Regions from separate parts of the Oryctolagus cuniculus genome. Here region 2 is linked to region 1. A link is a contact called in public Hi-C data. All regions are on one chromosome and are shown on one strand. Each heading gives the region's core, a stretch centred on a gene start, on an enhancer-like site or on the middle of the called end of the contact. The rest is flanking DNA. Distances are from core to core; before and after follow the strand shown.

Region 1 (3,246 bases), core at 617-3,116:
GGTGCTCCTGTGAACCCTGCCGTATTGGGCACAGCGCCCCAGAGAGCTACTGCAGTAAGTTTATATGGTAGGGACGCAAGGCTCCCTTGGTAAGAAACACATTTCCTAATCAATGCTTCTCCACTTTGGCAGTGTGGTTTAGAAAAAAAAAAAAAAGCCAAAAACACAAAAACACACACCCTCAAAGTGAAAAACCCAACCTACAAAGACCTGACCACAAGTGCATGATATGGAAAACTGGGGAAGTCTCTTCTGAACACCAGCTGTTTAGCTACCGCGGAAAACGGTTTCCTTCATGGCAGACAGAACGTGCACTGGGAAACCTCCTCCAGTTTCATGCTGTCAGAGACCCTGCCTTCAACCTGGGCCACCCGGTAGGGACTGGACTCGGGCGAACACTGTCAACCCCCAAGCAGCCTTCCCGTCTGCTTCTGAACACGGTTCTCCCACTGGCTCGTTAATGTAAAACCGAATGCTCCGAATAGCCGCGCTGGAGCACCGGGTGGGGACTCCAAGTCGCTCGGCCGCTGCCCACCCCTCGCAGGGGCGCACGGCCGGCCGGGCCACCGCCACTGCCCAGCGACGCCAGCACCCGCCTATCTCCCCGGGTGGGGGGCGGCTTTCTAACGTGGATTTCGCGTTACTCCCGATGCCAAGCGTCGCCAACACGCCAGACATGGGTAACCACACGCCCCGCACCGCCACCCTGCAGACCCTGCCCATTTCTTTCCACGTGAAGCCGGCGAATGCAAAGAATCAAGGAGCTCCCCGCCCCCAGCCCAACTACGCAATGAAGTCTCTAAGTAGGGGCTCCAAGCACCACATTCCGAAAATTCAGAGCTAGCCAAACAAAACGCCAAGGGAACCGCGTCGGTTCGCTTAAATATTGACAGATCTCACTTTTTTTTTTTTTTAAGTATCCAAGAGACGCCAAGATTTCCACACCCGCCCCTCCCCCCCGCGCCGCCTCCCTCCCACCCCTCCCCCACCCCGCCAGTCGCTTCCCGGACGCCTCCGGGATGCTACTCACCCAGCTTTTCCACCAACTTCAGCATCACCCCTCCGATGTGCACCTCTCCGGTCACTCTCAGGGTGACATCGCGGTTCAGGTCCGTCACATGCACACTCAGCTCCCACGTCCCGTCCGCGTAGCAGCCATCTGGCATCCTTATCCCGTCCAGAGCCATGGCTCCTTCCTGCGCGCGCGGAGGAAATGGCTCTCGTAAGCGTCACTCCCCCAAACGAAGGCAAAGCCCACCGTGCTCGCGGCGTCGGCCGCCGGGCTGGGGAAGCCGGAGGACCCGGTGTTGGGGGTGGGGTGGGGGGCTCCCGCGCAAACTCGGGAGCACCGCGGAGCCGCACTGGGCGCTCCGCGCTCCCGCCCCGGCCCCGAGCGGCCGCGGCCCCGCCCGCCCCACGCCGCCCCCGCCTAGCGGAGCGCAGCGGCGTCCCCTGCCTGCCGCCCGGCCGCGCCCGGCCGCGCCCGGCCCGGGGAGACGCTGCCCGGGGGCTCCACAGTCTTCGTCCCCACCCGCGCTCCCCAGCAGATTGCAGCCCCGTCCAGGCCCCTCACCGCGCGCTCCTCGCGCACCCGGCCCGGGGCTCGCCCGCAACAGGCGCGGGGGCGGCGTCCGCGTCCCGCTCCGCAGCCGGCTCAGCTCTGCCTCCTGGCCGGAGCCGCTAATGGAGTCCCGGCGCCGCGGCCCCCAGCCTGGCTCCGCGCGCTCCACCCCTCTCTCCCCGCCCCCTCAGCCCGTCCGGTCCGGGCTGGGCTCGCCGGCTCCCTCCTCCTCCTCCTCCTCCTCCTCCGCCCCGCAGAGCGGCCCGGAGCGCCTGGGGCCGACCTCGGCCCCTCCACAGCCCTCCCCGCGGCTGCGCTCCGGGCGGGGGCCGCGGACTCCGGGCTGGGGGCGGGGCGGCGGGGGGCGGCGGGGGGCGCCGGCGGCGGCGGTGGCAACCTCAGCCCCGCCGAGCGCTGCCCTTTTATGGAAATGAAGGACCAGGCGCAGGGATGGAATCCAACATCCGGGCTCTCGGCGGCGGGACCTGAGGAGGGGGAGTCCGGGCCGCTCCTCCGCCAGCCGGAGGCCGCGGCGTGAGGGAGCCGGCGGCCGCCCGGAGGATGGGGCTCGGCGCGGCGAAGTGGCCGCAGGGAATCCCCAGAGCCGTCAGATTTCGGGGAACAAAGTCCTGCCGCTTCCTCCCCAGGCCTGGAACGCGCCCCAGAGTCCCGGGGCGGTGAGGGGCGCCGCTTCCCTGGAGCCGGCGGGCCGAGTTGGGGATGTAAAAACTTTAAAAAGTGAGCGCCCAAGCCGGCTCCACGAACATGCCGCGACAGGAGGAGAAAACCCGGGGTGGGGGAGGCGAGCCACAAACGTCGCTGTGCCATGGGTGACCGGCACGGTCAGCGACTCCCACGGGACCCCGGGAGTTTGCACGAGGCCTTAACCCATTGGGAAGCTGCAGCCCGGGGCGAGTGGCGGGCGGGCCCCCTCGCTCGGGCTGAGGGCAGGGAAAACCCTTGGTGCCAAAGCGTGTCCCCGGCCTGTCCAGTCTCCGGTGCGAATCTGGACAGCTTGAGAACCAGCCGCCTGTTACGAAGATGGGTCCTGCACCGCACCGCGAAGGCCCTGCGGTGGCTCCTGCAGGGCCAGGGAAGACTGCACGGAAGGTGCAACGCCGGCCTCCGGCCTCCCTGCCTCCCCCTGCCCCCTGTGCCGACCTCGATCCCGAGGGAACTCTGTGCACAAACAGCGAACCAGGGAAACCGCTTCGCTGGCCAGTGCACGGCTCAAAATATATAGGTCAGGAAGCCTCGGGTAAGATCCGCTACGAAGGCTCCCGGTTTGCAAAGCCTCATGGCTTTCCAAACACTTCGAAGGGAAACCCGCCAGACAAAAACAAAACACACTTTGGTTCATCGACACCTCTGGGCCAGGAGGTGAGAGCCTTGAGAAAGGACTGGAACCCAAAAAGGAGTGAACGCAGCGATGCTGAGTCGGATGCCAGAGGTTTGTCACCAAAAAGTAGAGGGAACCACTGTGGGGTTACAGCGTCGTCGTCATGGAGAGACATGCCTGCAGGCTCTGCCCCTGCACTCCCCGGTTATTTCTACTGAAGGATGTTCCAGATCCTTCCTTTGGAAGCGATAAGGAGGGAGTGTTTATGTGAATTGTGCTGTTGAAAATAAACAGGAAAATGTTTTTAATAAAATAGAAAATGCCTTGCGAGGGTTTAAAAAAAAAA
Region 2 (3,247 bases), core at 507-3,006, 49 kb before region 1:
TGGCGCCACAGGTGGAGGATTAGCCTAGTGAGCTGTAGCGCCGGCCTCCAAGCAGTGTTTTAACTAGTGCTCCAAATGCGTGCCCCTGTGTCCATTTTCTAAAGCTCTGCTTATTTGAAAAATCATATTTTCATCTTGTTTTAATTTACATCTTTCATTAGTAGTGATGTATATCTTACCATGTTTTTAGTCACATGTATGTCTTTCCTTTGCTCGTTTTCTATCAGATTTTTTCAGTGCAAAATCAGTCTGCATGGGAGTAACTACAGCAAACCACATGAGACTTTATTTTAAAAAGATTTATTTGTAGGGGCTGGTGCTGCGGGAGGGGGAAGGGGAAGGGGAGGGGGCGAGGGCAAGGGCCAGGGAGAGGGAGGTATCTTCCATCCACTGATTCACTTCCCAGATGACTACAATGGCTAGGCCGAAGCCAAGAGCCAGGAGCTTCTCTCTGGTCTCCCAAGAGGTTGTCAGAGGCCCACTTGGGCTATCTTCCACTGTTTTCCCAGGTGCATTAACAGGAAGCTGGATAGGAAGTGGAGCAGCCCGGACATAAATCAGTGGCCAAACATCACAACACCCCACACACTTTACACTGGATTTAAAAAATTTTTTTTTATTCTGGGACTGGTGCTGTGATACAGTGGATTGGGCCACCATGCATGGTGCCAGCATCCCATGTGGGTGCTGATTCATGTCCTGACTGCTCCACCTCTGATCCTCTTAACGTCCCGGGAACAGTAGCCAAAGACGGCTCAGGTGCCTGGCCCCTGCCACCCTTGTCGATAACCTGGAAGAAGCTCCTGCCTCCAGCCTGGTCTAGATCCAGCCACTGAGGTCATCTGGGAAGTGAATCAGTCAATGGAAGATCTCTTTCTCTGTCTCTTCCCTTCAAATAAATAAATCTTTACAAAAAATTTATACACACACTGTCCCATGTTTAAATAAGAAATCAAAAACAAATTACTTTAGTAACTATATGGCCTTTTTGTGTTTCTGCTGGTTATCTGAATGTTACTACTAAGAAAATTCTAGCATGCCTTAGGATTTTGTTTTGTTTTGTACTTTACAGACTATTTTTGATGTGGTGTTTGACACCTGAAAATGGAATTAACAGAAAAGTTATTCTATACAGATGTGTGATCACAGAATAGGTAAATATAACTACTTTTTGACTATTAATAAACTTAAGGTAAGCATATCTTAAATACTATGCAAAATCACATTAAAAAGAAATGCTTGGGGCCAGCACTGTAGCGTAGTGGGTAAAGACACTGTATACAGTGCCAGCATCCCATATGGGCACTGGTTCGAGTCCTGGGGGCTCTACTTCCAATCCAGCTCTCTGCTATGGCCAGGGAAAGCATACAAAGATGGCCTAAGTCCTTGGGCCCCTGCACAGGCATGGGAGACCTGGAAGAAGTCCTGGCTCCTGGTTTTGGTTCAGCGCTACTCCAGTCGTTGCGGCCATTTGGGGAGTGAACCAGAAGACGGAAGACTTTCTCTCTGCCTCTCTGTAACTCTGCCTTTGAAATAAATAAATCCTGTGTTCCCTCAGCTTTCACTGCCATCACTACCATGGTAGAAGGAAAAAAAAGGCATTAGAAGAGGTGGCGTTGTGGCACAGCAGGTTTAGCCACAGCTTGTGATGCCTGCGTCCCATATCTGTGTACTGGTTTGAGTCCTAGTTGCTCTGCTTCCAATCCAGCTTCCTGCTAATGTGCCTAGAAAGGTACTCGAAGATGGCAAGTACTTAGTCTCCTGCCAGTGTAAGGGAGACCTGCACCTGAGTTTCTGCCTCCTGGCTTTGGCCTGGCCAAAATCTGGCTCTTGTGGCCATTTGGGTAGCAAACACTACAGTGGATGCAAAATCTTTGTCTTTTGTTCTATTTAAAAAAAAATAATTTGGTAGTACAGGGTGAAAACCCTAAAAATACGGAAGGATATAAAATGATCACAACTGAGACATCTATCATGCTTCTATTACAACTCACCAGTCACCGGCTAGTGGGAGAAAAAGAAGCAAGCGTGTGTAATACGAGAAGTCCTTACAAGTGTTTCCGTTATGCTCACTAGGCTTAGGAATCCCTGTACTACATGACTCAACACTTTGACATTTTTGTTCCTAGGTCACTTCCTGTCCAGCTCACAAGCCAGTTATTCATAACTAGAAGAATGAATATTGTTAACCAGCTTTGCAGTCTAAGTATATGAGACCACTACTAACTAAATGGGCCCATGAGAATTGTTTATGAAGTCAATCGTAATACTAGCATTAAAAAACACATGCTTGGGACACACTCTCAGATATTCTTGGTAGCTCAGGGCTCTTGTTTTTAAAAAGTCCTGATTCCTATTTCATAAGAACTAGTACTGCAGGCAGGGGGAGTGGTTGATAGCTCTATACTGAAAATAGCTGGTGACTGTGCATGAAGTGTGAATAAGTGTTTTTAATTCACTGAATAACAAAACAGTAGAGTCAACCTATCCCTACACATAAGTTACTAACGATTCGACTGATAGGAATTTAGGACTTACTGATTTACTCTAAGTCTTATATCAAGAGGGAACTAAGCCAGTGATGTTAGGCATCTGAATCATGTGAACAAGACTGGGGCTGGAACACTGTCTAACTAAAAAGATTGACACTACTGCAAAACTCCAAAAGGTCAATGAGACATGAAAACCGTATGTGGACATATTAATAAATAGTGCCATCCCTTTATGCTAAATTGTGCAGTTCATTAAAAAAAATAAGCTAGAGCTTACGAGGCACTGCACAAAGAGAGCAGTGTGCCAGAGCCTCTTCCTAACCAAAAGACCCACTGTGTACACAGCAATGCACGTAACATTTGTTATAGTCGATAGGATGGTGGCACGCAGGACGGATTGCTGATCTAGGGCGACAAACGACATAAACAGGGTGAGAGCCAAAGCAGGGGCGCCGCTTCAGTGCAAAGGATTCTCGGAGAAGGTAACACTTAAGTTTTAAAAAACCCTCCTTGAATTTGATTAAACAAGTACATTGGGCTCTTGTGTTTATTTTCTTTCACTCCCTTTTAAAATCACGCAAAAGATAAAGAAATAAAACATAAATCTAAAGGATAAAAGGTGTGGGGGGGATATTAGATAAAAAAAAGTCAGAAAAATTTTGAGACAGAAACCAGATAGAAGAAACAGTAAAGGTTATACAATGTGGAGAGAGAGAGAATACCAAGGTGCTTGTAGTAGCCATCAAGGGGAACAC

What was found. A called contact is a pair of places that touch in the nucleus more often than the background predicts.
Region 2: a Hi-C map of embryonic fibroblasts shows a contact between it and region 1, with 2.2 times the contacts expected there. The contact joins the enhancer-like site here to the promoter of FERMT2 in region 1. A contact is called at or near these places in 3 of 6 Hi-C or Micro-C datasets (ear pinna, embryonic fibroblasts and psoas muscle).

The regions. Positions count from the first base shown.
Region 1 is chr12:23,419,105-23,422,350 of mOryCun1.1, reverse strand. FERMT2 (FERM domain containing kindlin 2) reads right to left here and starts at 1,866. Exons shown (of 15, transcript XM_051822203.2): 1 at 1,574-1,866; 2 at 1,031-1,196. The coding sequence starts at 1,187.
Region 2 is chr12:23,467,905-23,471,151 of mOryCun1.1, reverse strand. The region is part of intron 3 of FERMT2 (FERM domain containing kindlin 2); the gene reads right to left. Among named protein-coding and RNA genes, the nearest start is that of FERMT2, 49 kb to the right of the region's middle. Within about 2 kb of position 1,756, at least 2 of the 8 cell types and tissues checked have an H3K27ac peak or open chromatin away from gene starts, as enhancers often do.